Linked DNA regions of Macaca mulatta: all the other regions are linked to region 3. A link is a contact called in public Hi-C data. All regions are on one chromosome and are shown on one strand. Each heading gives the region's core, a stretch centred on a gene start, on an enhancer-like site or on the middle of the called end of the contact. The rest is flanking DNA. Distances are from core to core; before and after follow the strand shown. Region 1 holds the start of PTOV1 (PTOV1 extended AT-hook containing adaptor protein). Region 2 holds the start of RPL13A (ribosomal protein L13a). Region 3 holds the start of PRMT1 (protein arginine methyltransferase 1).

Region 1 (4,103 bases), core at 89-2,588, 180 kb after region 3:
ACTCCTCGGTGTCCTTTGCTGGTTGCTTCTCATTGTCGTGACTGTTAAAGGGATGAGTGTCCCAATCTCTTTGGGATCTTATCCAGTCTCCATTCAAATACTGATGACTCCCGAATTTCTCTCTGCAGGATATGACATCAAAATCTACCTACATTGTTTAGTCAATATCCCAAACAGAAGTAGGGATTCCCTCCCTAACCTCCTACAGCTGTGTCTATTTCTCCTGTCTACCTTCACTCGGCTCCACCCACACTGGCTCCCTTTTATTCCTTCTACTTTCAGGATTTGTCTTTGCTGTTCTGTCCTCTTGGCACACTTTTCCAGCCATCTGGAATGGCAGGTTGCTCACAGGTCACTTTCTTGACTTCCCTTGCTTGCTAACTTTACCTCCCTATGGTCATATCCCATCGCCCTGTGGATATGTGCTAGTTAACACTTAGCACAGCCTGTGATTATGCCTCTCCCCAGTGGACCGTGGGGTCTGTGAGGGACCTGGTCTGATTCGGTCGTTGCCGTGCACAGAACCGGACAGGGTACTCGTAACAGATTTTTGTTGTTAAGAAAATCTAACCTTTGAGTAGTGGCTGCGTCAAGCATTTGATCCACATAACCACTCTAGGGTTAGATGTTACCCACGTTGAAGGAACAAAAATCGAGGGAAAAATCTTATACAACAACTAGTAAGCGGCTACGCAGTCATTTCATTTTAGCAGAGCGAATGAGCGAATCCACGGAAGGCCGGGGAGCGAGGCGAGTGGCTTGGAGTAGCCAGGGACGGCGGGCGGAGCCTGGGTGCTGGGACTAATGGGCGGAGCCTCCGTGGACCGCTGCCCCCCCGCCAAGCCGCGCGGGGGCCGCTGGGAGTTGGAGTCCCCTGCCCACCTCGCCACGTCACCGCCTGCAAACCTTCAGCTCTCCCCTCAGGCTCGGGTGCAATCCGTACTCTCAGTGGGTTCCCTTTTAGTGGGTTCCCTTGTCCCCAGGCCCATTATTCTGTCCTCCTCTCTTCCCTTATGTCTTTTGGCGCGGTCTCCCGGCTCTGCGGGTCCAGGGCTCCGGATGAGGTCTCCCGCCGTCCCGACCCCGGCAAGGGGCCAGCTTGGTGTCGCCTTCGTTCTTCTGCCACCCCGTTTGGTAGGGAATCCCGCTCCCGCCACGCCCCCTGAAGTTGTTGCTCGCGCGTCTTCCCAGGCCCTCCCCCGCGCCGGAGCTGCCCGCCCGACCGCCGAGCCCACACTCCGCTCCCGCCAGGGCCCCGCTCCCCCGCGCCGCCTTGGTACGCTCCGGCCACGCCCCCTCGGACGCGCTTGATACGCGCCGGGCTCCCCCACTCGCCTCAGTGGTTCGGCCGCCGCGACCCCACTCCGGCGGCGCGTCCACCGAGCTTGGTGCGGCTCAGCCCGTCTCCCCCGAAGCCGCGCGCCCGCGCTCCTCAGTCGGTGGAGCCTGCAGCCCCCCTTGTGGCCCGCGGCAGCTCCCCGCCCGCTCGGCCCGCGCCCGCCATGGTCCGTCCGCGCCGTGCCCCGTACCGCTTCGGCGCCGGGGGCCCCCTCGGGGGTCGCGGCCGCCCCCCGCGGCCCCTCGTAGCGCGCGCTGTCCGCTCGCGCTCCTGGCCGGCCAGCCCCCGAGGCCCGCAGCCTCCGCGGATCCGGGCCCGCTCGGCCCCTCCCATGGTGAGCCCCCCGCCCTTTTTCCAGAGCCTTCCACGGCCCCGCCCCCCCAGCCCCTACCCCGGGCTCACGCCTTTGTCCGCGGCCCCCGCCGCTCCGGGATGTCCCCTGTGGCCCGAAGGGTGGTGCCGCCCGGGGCCGGGTTCCCCCGTGGAGCCCCCGGTGGTTCGCGCCGCGCTCTCCCCTTTGTTGCGCGTTCGGGCCGGGGTGGGGGGGTGGGGGACGGGGGCGGGGCGGGCTCAAATTACTGCTGACTCTGCGGCCGGATTTAAACGCGGGTGGGGGGCGGCGGACAGGCGGCCAGCACGCGCGTTTGTTTTTCCCGATTGGAAAGTTGCTCTCTCCGGGCAGGAAACCTGGAAATGGGGGCGGGGGTTGGGGGACAGCGGCGAGGGAGGGGCCCGCGCTTTGTACCAGCGCCCCCAGATGTCGCACCCGTGGGCGTTCTCCCTGGGGCCCGCGCTGTGCCGGTGGAGTGCGCACCTAGAATGTGCGCCCGCGCCCAGATGTGGGATGCTTTGATGGACTGCCGTGAGCCCAGACCTTAAACGTAAACATTCAGCTTCGCAGGTACTTTGGGCTGCACAGGCTTTCCCGGACCCAAAAGACGCACATGCTTTTCAGAAACCCTTAGTAAGGTTTACCTGGGGCTGTAAAACTGCACATCGCGACTTTGCACCGTGCACACGCTTGCCCCAATGTGAGATATCACTTGGGTTCGCGCTCCAGTCCGCTTTTTAAATACATTCCCCAGCGGTGTGGATGGCACAGAGCTGTGGCAGCCCTACTGAAACCTTAAAACAGGCTTCCTGGGGTCATAAACATGGATACCCAGACTCAGATCACCTCCCAGAACTTAAACGTATCCCTTCACTCCACTGTCTTTGCCCCTTCCTGCAGCATTCGCATCTAGTCGTTCAAAAGTGCTTTCCGGGCCCTCAGACATGCAGCCCAAGGCTTTAAACCTCAGTGTAGGTACTGGATGGGCTTCCCTGTGCAGTAGGGATGTCAGGCGCGCACAGTTTTGCACACACTTGCCAAGATGTGAGATTTCCTTTAGGTTGCACCTTACCTGTCGTTTTTAAATGTGATCGTCCCATCTTGATATGCTGCTCCTGCTGTGGAAGGTATCCCTGGGTTTTAGGCATGCATGCCTGCTCTTTACTATGGCTCCAGATCCCAGCATCTTTTGAAGTCCTGAGTCAACCTGCCCTCCTAAACAAGCAGACATTAAGTATGTCGCTTGGGCCCTTAAGTGCGTTTGCCTGATTTTTACCCATCTTTGTGGCAGTAAATGCATAAGTGTCACTGTATATGCGGACTTGTGTATGCAGTCTAGATATCCCAGGTCCCAGCACCATAAACAACTTGTATGTTGCAAGTGTACCCTCATCTCTAAAGCCACCTCCAGCTGTGCGTTTTAATACATCTTCTCAGATGCTGGATGTCCCGTATGGTGCCTGAAGCCCCCGGGGCAACATCCACTCTCTGTCCAGCTCATTCTAACGCCAAGATACTCAGGTGTTTTTTCTGATCTTTTGATGATTGCCCAAAAGTCAGAATCACCTGCAAGGGTGGAGAGCAAGTTTGTTCAGGTGTCTCTTTTTAAGCGCTCACAAAGTAAGATTTTTTGTTTGTTAGTATTCTGGAAGGAAAGATCTCGTTGTGTTTCATAGAAAATCTGGAAAATACCTGTTTGTAATAAGACAAAAAGAAATCACCCTTACAATTTGTTTCCCCTGCCTGGAGGAGCCTACTATGGGGAGACTCTCGAGGGTTTCCTGCTGCCAGGCTGTTTTCGAAGCTTTCCCTTGTTTGCTTTGAGATGTTTCTGGTTTTAAAAAATAATAAGTGAGGCCAGGTGCGGTGACCCACGCCTGTAATCCCAGCACTTTGGGAGGCCGAGGTGGGCGGATCACTTGAGGTCAGGAGTTCAAGACCAGCCTGGCCAACATGGTGAAACCCCGTCTCTACTAAAAAAAAAAAAAAAAATTAGCTGGGCATGATGGCGCGGCTTGCAGTGAGCGAGGTTGCAGTGAGCCGAGATCGCGCCACTGCACTCCAGCCTGGGAAACAAGAGTGAGACTCTGTCTCAAAAAAGTAATAGTAATAAAAAATAAAATAATGGGAGAGTGCCCTGTGCGTAGTATCTGCGGCTTTGCTTGGCTTTATTGCTAGACGCTTCTTCTGGTGTTCTACGTGTTTTGGTCTGTGAGGCTCCTCCAGGGGGTGGTGTCCCAGCTCTCTTCCACATGTTTCCCCCTTCTCCTCGCTGTCTTTCTCCTAGATGGTTCAGTCCCCTCTGTGTTTCTTGTCACCTCCTTCCTGTCTCCCTGGGGTCAGACTGATAAGGCCAGAGAGGGGGGCACTGGCAGCTAGAGGGAGGAGTTGAACTTTGGAGTGACTGGGAGCCTTAGGAGAGTTTCAGACAGG
Region 2 (4,255 bases), core at 1,594-4,093, 210 kb before region 3:
CCCAAAGTGCTGGGATTACAGGCTTGAGCCACCGCGCCCGGCCAATAGAGAACATTTCTTTTTCTTTTTTTTTTTTTTTTTTTTTTTGAGACGGAGTCTCGATCTGTCGCCCAGGCTGGAGTGCAGTGGCGCGATCTCGGCTCACTGCAAGCTCCGCCTCCCGGGTTCACGCCATTCTCCGGCCTCAGCCTCCCGAGTAGCTGGGACTACAGGCGCCCACAACCGCGCCCGGCTAATTTTTTGTATTTTTAGTAGAGACAGGGTTTCACCGTGGTCTCGATCTCCTGACCTTGTGATCCGCCCGCCTTGGCCTCCCAAAGTGCTGGGATTACAGGCGTGAGCCACCGCGCCCGGCCAATAGAGAACATTTCTTTTTCTTTCTTTTTTTTTTTTTTTTTTGAGACAGGAGTTTCACTTTTGTTGCCCAGGCTGGAGTGCAATGGCGCGATCTCGACTCACTGCAACCTTCACCTCCCGGGTTCAAGCGATTCTCCTGCCTCAGCTAATTTTGTAGTTTTAGTAGAAATGGGGTTTCTCCATGTTGGTCAGGCTGGTCTCGAACTCCCGACCTCGGGTGATCCACCTGCCTCAACCTCCCCAAGTGCTGGGATTACAGGTGTGAGCCACCATGCGTGGCCCTAATTTTGTATTTTTAGTAGAGATGAGGTTTCTCCATGTTGGTCAGGCTAGTCTCAAACTCCCAACCTCAGGTGATCCACCCACCTCGGCCTCTCAAAGTGCTGGGATTATACGTGTGAGCCACTGTGCCCAGGCAAAAGTAGAGAACGTTTCTTCTTTGAGACGGAGTCTCTGTCACCCAGGCTGGAGTACAGTGGCGCGATCTCGGTTCACTGCAACCTCCGCCTCCCAGGTTCAAGCGATTCTCCTGCCTCAGCTTCCCGAGTAGCTGGGACAACAGGCACCTGCCACCACGCCCAGATAATTTTTTTTAGTAGAGACGGGGTTTGGGGTTTCACCGCGTTAGCCAGGATGATTTCGATCTCCTGACCTCTTGATCTGCCTGCCTTGGCCTCCCAAAGTGCTGGGATTACAGGCGTGAGCCACCGCGCCCATCCGAGAACATTTCTGTCATGGCCACGTTCTCTTGGACAGCAATGCCCTAGCACACAGTAAGCGCTTGCTGGGAATGGTGGTGTTTTGGGAATAATCTGTGCCCCGCCCTGAGCTGTTTCTTTCCGTCTCCTCTGTCAGCGGATCCTAAACAACCCAGTGAGACAGACACATCTATCATCCCATTTTACAGGGGAGGACACTGAGGCACACAGAGGGGAGTCACCAGCCAGAGGATGCATAGCCGGCACACAGAGGAAGTGGGCTAGAGGCTGGTCCCTTCCTTGGGCCCAATACCCCTCTCATTCCCTCCCCAGGATGGAGGCAACGCCAGAACGCAGCACCGGCCCCACTTACCCAACTCTGTACAAAGGCCTTGTCCCCATGAAATTGTATATAAATCATCCTTTTCTACCAGCTCTGGCCAAGTCTGTCTGTGGATGGGTGTGAATGGGGTCGTTCTGATTTCAGAATCTTGGTTTTTCAGTTGCAATGCAATGTTTCATTCAATACGTGTTTTCTGAGGTCCCCTGAAGCCCCGGGCCAGCACTGGGCAATGCCAGAGCCCGGATTTGAGTCAGAACCAGCCCAGTCGCCCCAGGTCTCCTAGGCTATGGACGAGAAGACAAGGGACTCAGCGAGCCTGGGTGCAGGATGCCATAGGCTCCTATGGAGATAGCACAGAGGCAGTGTGAGAGCCCGCGGAGGGCAGCTCACCCAGGTTGGAACATCAAAGAGGCTTTCCAGAGCCAAAGGGCATTGCGATGGTGACAAGCCAGATTTGGAGGGGTTGGGGAGGGCATCCTGGGCAAGGGACCCAACTGAAGCAAAGGCCGACAGTCCAGAAAGTGAGAAGTTCCTCTGAGGAACGCTCAGCGGATTGGTGCAGCCAGGCATCTAGAAGCCATTCCTTCATAAACTCTTAGAGCCCCTGGAGAAGACCACCTCCACCTGTTTTACAGAAGGAGAAACTGAGGCCCGGATAAGGCCAGGGGTTTGTCCAGGTCAGAGTGAAGTCGACCAGACACAAGAATCCAAATCTCCAAGCCTAGAATGGGCAGGACGCCGGGGCTCACGCCGCTAAACCCAGCACTTTGGGAGGCTGAAACGGGAGGATCGCTTGAGCCCAGGAATTCGAGACCAGCCTGGCCAAACATGTCAAGACTCCCCAAAAGCCCGGGCCACAACAACAACAACAAAAAATAAATAAATATATATATATATCCCTTGAGCCCGGGAAGTCGAGGCTGCGGTGAGCCAGGATCGCCCCACTGCACTCCGGCCTGGACGACAGAGCGACATCCTGTCTCAGAAAATAAAGTAAGCCTGAACTGTGCGCGGAAGGGCGGGCCTGGCGGGTCTGGTCTCCCCCTGCGGGCCACCAGAAGCCCTGCAGCCTTCAGTCGCTAGAAAGGGTAATGCCGCTTCCCCTCACAAACATGGCGGACAGGGCGTCTGAACGAGATGAACAGCCTCTCAAAAACATGGCCGCCGAGGCTGGACGGCAGCACCCCAGCAGCACCGCCTCCACGCCCCACGTGATCTCTCGCAGGGCACAGCGCGGACTGCGAAGGGTCCAACCGGAAGAATGTCCGGATTGGACATTCGGAAGAGGACCCGCCTTCCCTGGGGAATCTCTGCGCACGCGCAGAACGCTTTGACCAATGAAAACACAGAAAGCTGTTCGCGCAGTCCGCGTTGCGTCACTTCTGCCGCCCCTGTTTCAAGGGATAAGAAACCCTGCGACAAGACCTCCTCCTTTCCCAGGCGGCTGCCGAAGATGGCGGAGGTGCAGGTGCGGGCTCCGCGCGGGCCGGGGCGGCACGGGGTCGCACGGGGCCGCACGGGGCCGGGTGGGATCCAGGCCGGAATGGGGTTGCACCCTCTCTGTCCTCCTACATGTTTTGTGGAGCTTAACGTCCACAATTAAGCAAAATGGAAGTCTTTTGGGATAAGGGGCATCTGTAGGAAATGCCGCGGCTCCCTTTAGGCCTAAGGGTTGGCTACAATGCGGCATTTCCTTCTCGAGGTGAGGGTGACGGAGCTTCCAGCACAGGACAGGTATTTTACAACTAGACTTCGCTTACCTTGAACTCGGGTAGTGGCTGGGGTCCCTGGGGTCGAGTCTTGACCGAATTGGACCTTTGTGTGCTCTCAGCGATGAGGAACGCGCGGAAGTGTGACCGGGCGGTGTCGGGTCAATGAGTTTTGGCCAAAATGGAAGGTATTTTCATCCCGCCCAGTGCGCGGGCTACTTTGATCTCACGTGGAGGTGTTAATCGGGGTCCCCTGGCGCTCCGGTTGTTTTAATTCTCAATGCCTTTCTGCGGGGGGTCGAGAGAGCTGTTGGCTGCCGGATACTCAGGAATGAACTCGTTTTCCCTGGTTTTGGGGATTGGCGATTGTCCTGAGGCGTGTTACTGGAACTCGAGAGCTGTGATGAATGGTTCCACAAGGTTGGAACATCTTTTGGGCTTGCAGACAACTACGGGTCCTTTCCCTGGCTCCTGGTGTAGCTACTTAAGTAAAAAGAAGGGGTTGGCCCTGGAAAGGTTTTTTTGTCTGTGGTTGGGGCGGGGGCGGACATTTCAGAGCCAGGCCAATCTAGGCAGGTTGTGTTCACCAAGCCTGTGTCTTTGTGCCCAGCACAGTTTGCAATGATTTGCGTAGTTCGCTTAACGATATTCTCGAGGTAGATAGGGTATCCTCCTTTTACAGAGGAGGAAATTAAAGCTTGGTGATTGGTGATTTTTGGCCAAGGTCACGACTTCAGGAAGTCTGTTTGGATTTAGATTCTTTGTACCAACGCTTACAAAGCCTGTGTAATAACAAGTGTGTGCTTCATGCTTTTGCGTTAAAACAATGAGGATTTCTACTCTTTTAGTTATTTTCTGAGACGGAGTCACTGTGACGCCCAGGCTGGAGTGGAATGGTGCGATCTTGGATTATTGCAACCTCTGCTTCCCGAGTTCAAGTGATTCTCCTGCCTCAGCCTCCCGAGTAGCTGGGACTGCAGGGGCCCGCCACGACGCTCAGCTTATTTTTGTGTTTTTAGTAGAGACAGGGTTTCACCCTATTCGCCAGGATGGTCTCGAACTCCTGACCTCAAGTGATCTGCCCGCCTAGGCCTCTCAAAATGCTGGAATTACAGGCGTGAGCCCCCGCGCCCGGCCAGGATTTCTGC
Region 3 (3,767 bases), core at 821-3,320:
AGTGATTCTACTGCCTCAGCTTCCCAAGCAGCTGGGACTACAGGCGCCCGCCACCACGCCCGGCTAATTTTCGTTTTTTTAGTAGAGACGGGGTTTCACCATATTGGCCAGGCTGGTCTCGAACTCCTCACCTTGTGATCCGTCCACCTAGGCCTCCCAAAGTGCTGAGATTACAGGCGTGAGTCATCGCGCCCGGCCTAATTTTTTTTCTTTTTTTTGAGACAAGAGTCTGTCGCCCCGGCTAGAGTGCAGTGGCGCGATCTCGGCTCACTGCAAGCTCCACCTCCTAGGTTCAAGCCATCCTCCTGCCTCAGCCTCCCGAGTAGCTGGGACTACAGGAGCACGCCGCCACGCCCGGCTAATGTTTTGTATTTTTAGTAGAGACGGGGTTTCACCATGTTAGCCAGGATGGTCTCGATCTCCTGACCTTGTGATCCGCCTGCCTCGGCCTCCCAAAGTGCTGGAATTACAGGCATAAGACACCGCGCCCGGCCGCCCGGCCAAATTTTTTTTTTTTTTTTTTTTTTTTTTTTTTGAGACGGAGTCTCGCTGTGTGGCCCAGGCTGGAGTGCAGTGGCCGGATCTCAGCTCACTGCAAGCTCCGCCTCCCAGGTTTATGCCATTCTCCTGCCTCAGCCTCCCGAGTAGCTGGGACTACAGGCGCCCGCCACCTCGCCCGGCTAGTTTTTTGTATTTTTTTTTAGTAGAGACGGGGTTTCACCGTGCTAGCCAGGATGGTCTCGATCTCCTGACCTCGTGATCCGCCCGTCTCGGCCTCCCAAAGTGCTGGGATTACGGGCTTGAGCCACCGCGCCCGGCCAATTTTTGTATTTTTAATAGAAATGGGCGTTTCACCATGTTGGCCAGACTGGTGTCGAACTCCTGACTTCAAGTGATCCGCCCGCCTCCGCCTCCCAAAGTGCTGGGATTACAGGCGTGAGCCACTGCGCCCGAATCCTATCGGAAATTTTTAAGTCTCAGGCGTTTGCCAGCGGCACGCCAGAGAGTATAGCCTGCACCGAGGCCCAGAAACCAAAGAGCGAGCTCATTCCGGGATTGGAGAGGAGTGTGAGCGGAGGGAAGCAGAGGGATCAGAGAGAGGAGGGGCAGGACCCACGCATTCGGCCCTTTGCATTCAGCCTCATTCAACTAGGAACTTTTCCTGCAAATCAAGCAAAGCTTCCCGGAGGAAGTGGTGCCTAAGCTGCGCTCTGATTCTCGTTTAGAAGCTGACAAGACAAAGAGAGGTGGGCGGTCCTGGCAGGGGGAGGGACTCGGCAAAAACCAAGTACCTTGAGAGGGGTTGATGGGTTTTAAAAACTTTGAATGATTATGTCAAAGGCTAGGGATTTAATGTGTTGACTGCGGACTCCTATTCCTCACTTGCTTGGGGACCCCAGCGATGCCATTCCTCTCTCTGGGCCTCTCACTGATTCAGTTTTTCTCCCAGGTAATGAGCACAAGCTCCCTTTTTCCTCGAGACTCCCCCCGGGTTGGGAGGATCCACCGAGTGGACTAGGCGTGATCGTTCCTTTGAGCCAATCGTTGGTGCCTGAAGCCCCGCCTTCTTCCCCACCCGTGGGCCAATTGTCGTGTTCTCCTTGAGACTGGCCGCTTGGCGAGGGTGAAAGGCCGCGTGACGTCACTTCCGGATAAACCAATGGCAGCGATTAAGAGGCGGGTCGTTTTGGTGATGGACAGTTGTTTCAAGACGCCCCTTTAGCGCGGGGCTCCCCGGGAAGCTTTGAGGCGGTGCTGGGGGTAAAGGGGCGGGCATTCCTCGTGGATTTTGCCCAATCACCAGTCGCGCTTCTTGCAATAGACGGGCAGTTTTCCCCATCTCGGGTCGACTTGAGGGGGCGGGATTCTGGACGCCAGTGTTGGCAAACCCCTGACCTATGATGGACGTATTCTCCAGCCAATTATCAGACGGTATTCTCAGACGGGCCGCCTCCATTGCCAATGAAATCTTCCAGCGGGGTCGCGGTAGGCGGGCCGTGGACCCTCTGGTATAAGGCGGTCCCGGGGGAGTGAGGAGAAAGGGGGGGTCTTGGCGGCTGGAGGAGGAGTAGTTGCGGGTGAAGATGGCGGCAGCCGAGGCCGCGAACTGCATCATGGAGGTGAGCGCTTGGAGCGCCGCCGTGGGCGGGGGTCGGCTTTGGGTCGATGTTTCACGCCTCTGTGGTGGGGAAAGGGCTCTAAGTTGGCGACATGGGGTTGGAGGTCCCCCGCCGCACACGGGGGCGCCGCACGCTCCACATCCGGGGATATCGTTTGAGGTGACGGCTCCCTAGCTTTCAAGGGCCTTCGGCATCCGGCCTAGCGGAGGGTCTTATCCCCCCTCCCACGTGGAGGAGGGCTGGGGGCGCTTCCGGCCAGGCCCCCACGTGGCCGCGGCGCGGTGGGTGGGGAGGGGGTGTGCCGAGTCCGGTGGCCCGGCGGGCTCCACGTGCGGGACAAAGGCCCCGCCCCCGGCCGGGGAGGGGCGCCCGGGGGGGCGGGGAGGGGGTCCGACCCTCCTGAGGCCCCCAGCCCTCCTACCCAGGGACCCGGGCACACGTCGTGGGGTGGGATCGACCTGGGGCCCTCCACGATGTAGAGTGTCTTTTGGGAGGAGCAGTGCCTTTTACAACCTCCTTCCGAGCTCCAGGGGCATCTATTGGGATATCGGCCCTGGATTTGTGCGTTCTGGATTAGGGACTGGAGGAAAACCAAGAATGGGGCCCCCCTGACCCCATTTCCCCTCCTAGAGTTCTCCCCCTCACCCAGGGCTTTAGGTGTTGGGGGATGGGGCATGCCCCTGTGACCTCCCTCTGGGTGGTGGTGGGGCATCTAGATGGAGATTTTCCCACTAATAGGCGCCGTGCACCCCCTTGTGGCCATTTCTGGGTGTGTGGGAGGGACATCTTTTTCATGGGGCGTGTCCTGAAGCCCACCTCCCGTCGGATTTCTTCCTGGAGGGCGGAGGGAGGAGGGTACGTCCGCTGGGAAGGAGTTGTGGGAAATACGTAGGCTGAGAGCTTTACCCTCTGCTGGAGCGCTTTCTCTCTCCTGGGCCTTTGTGAGGGCGGGAGATGACCTCCCCCTTCCTGAAGCCCTGTGTAGGGGTCCTGAGCCCCGGGGTCCTGAGGGTGGGTGCCTGAAATGGTTTCAAGTGAGGTTTGGTTCTCGTGCAGCCATGTGGGGGAGGTTTCAGTCTTGCGTTTTAAGCCTTCGGGCTGGGGTTGTCTGGCAGTAGTTTTCAGTGGTGGTGATAAATGGGCCCCAGCGGGAAACCCCCGCAGCACCTTTCTTATAGGCATCCCCGCTGGCTTGGGAGAGCTGGGGGGAGGGTGTTTGGAGCCTAGTAGGTCATGGCCAGTGACGTGGCCCTTCTTGGAGTGGTCACATCTGGAAGAGATGTAATCTGATGGGGCCTCTGTCCTTCCACCCCTTTACCCATGGCATTGACTGGGGGGGCAGGTCAGCTGTAAGCTGTCAGGATGCAGCTCCCAGGGGTCACTGTAATGACTTCGCACCCTCTTGGCTGTCTCCTGCACCTGGGGCTCTGTGGGCGGAGGAAATAACTTTCCCAGAGGTGGCCTCAGGCTTGGCCGCACCTGGAAGTCTTCAGGACCTGGGATGGGTGTCTGAAATGGGGGCGATGGGCTGACTCCCCAAGCTACTTTTTTTTTTTTTTTTTTTTTTTTTTTTTGAGACGGAGTCTTAATCTGTCACCAAGGCTGGAGTGCAATGGCTTGATCTCGGCTCATTGCAACCTCCGCTTC

What was found. Hi-C and Micro-C count contacts between places; a contact is called where the count stands out from the background.
Region 1: a Hi-C map of fetal cortex germinal zone shows a contact between it and region 3, with 2.1 times the contacts expected there. The contact joins the promoter of PTOV1 here to the promoter of PRMT1 in region 3. A contact is called at or near these places in 2 of 14 Hi-C or Micro-C datasets (fetal cortex germinal zone and fetal cortical plate).
Region 2: a contact with region 3 is called in a Hi-C map of fetal cortex germinal zone, with 4 times the contacts expected there. The contact joins the promoter of RPL13A here to the promoter of PRMT1 in region 3. A contact is called at or near these places in 3 of 14 Hi-C or Micro-C datasets (blood, fetal cortex germinal zone and liver).

Annotation. Positions count from the first base shown.
Region 1 is chr19:62,313,977-62,318,079 of T2T-MMU8v2.0, forward strand. It overlaps PTOV1 (PTOV1 extended AT-hook containing adaptor protein), which reads left to right and starts at 1,339. Exons shown (of 13, transcript XM_077980983.1): 1 at 1,339-1,673. The coding sequence starts at 1,503. All of the region lies in intron 12 of VRK3 (VRK serine/threonine kinase 3), which reads right to left.
Region 2 is chr19:61,917,262-61,921,516 of T2T-MMU8v2.0, forward strand. RPL13A (ribosomal protein L13a) reads left to right here and starts at 2,844. Exons shown (of 8, transcript NM_001195419.1): 1 at 2,844-2,866. The coding sequence starts at 2,852. It overlaps FLT3LG (fms related receptor tyrosine kinase 3 ligand), which reads left to right. Exons shown (of 9, transcript XM_028839690.2): 9 at 1,213-1,488.
Region 3 is chr19:62,128,818-62,132,584 of T2T-MMU8v2.0, forward strand. PRMT1 (protein arginine methyltransferase 1) reads left to right here and starts at 2,071. Exons shown (of 9, transcript XM_077981014.1): 1 at 2,071-2,120. The coding sequence starts at 2,085.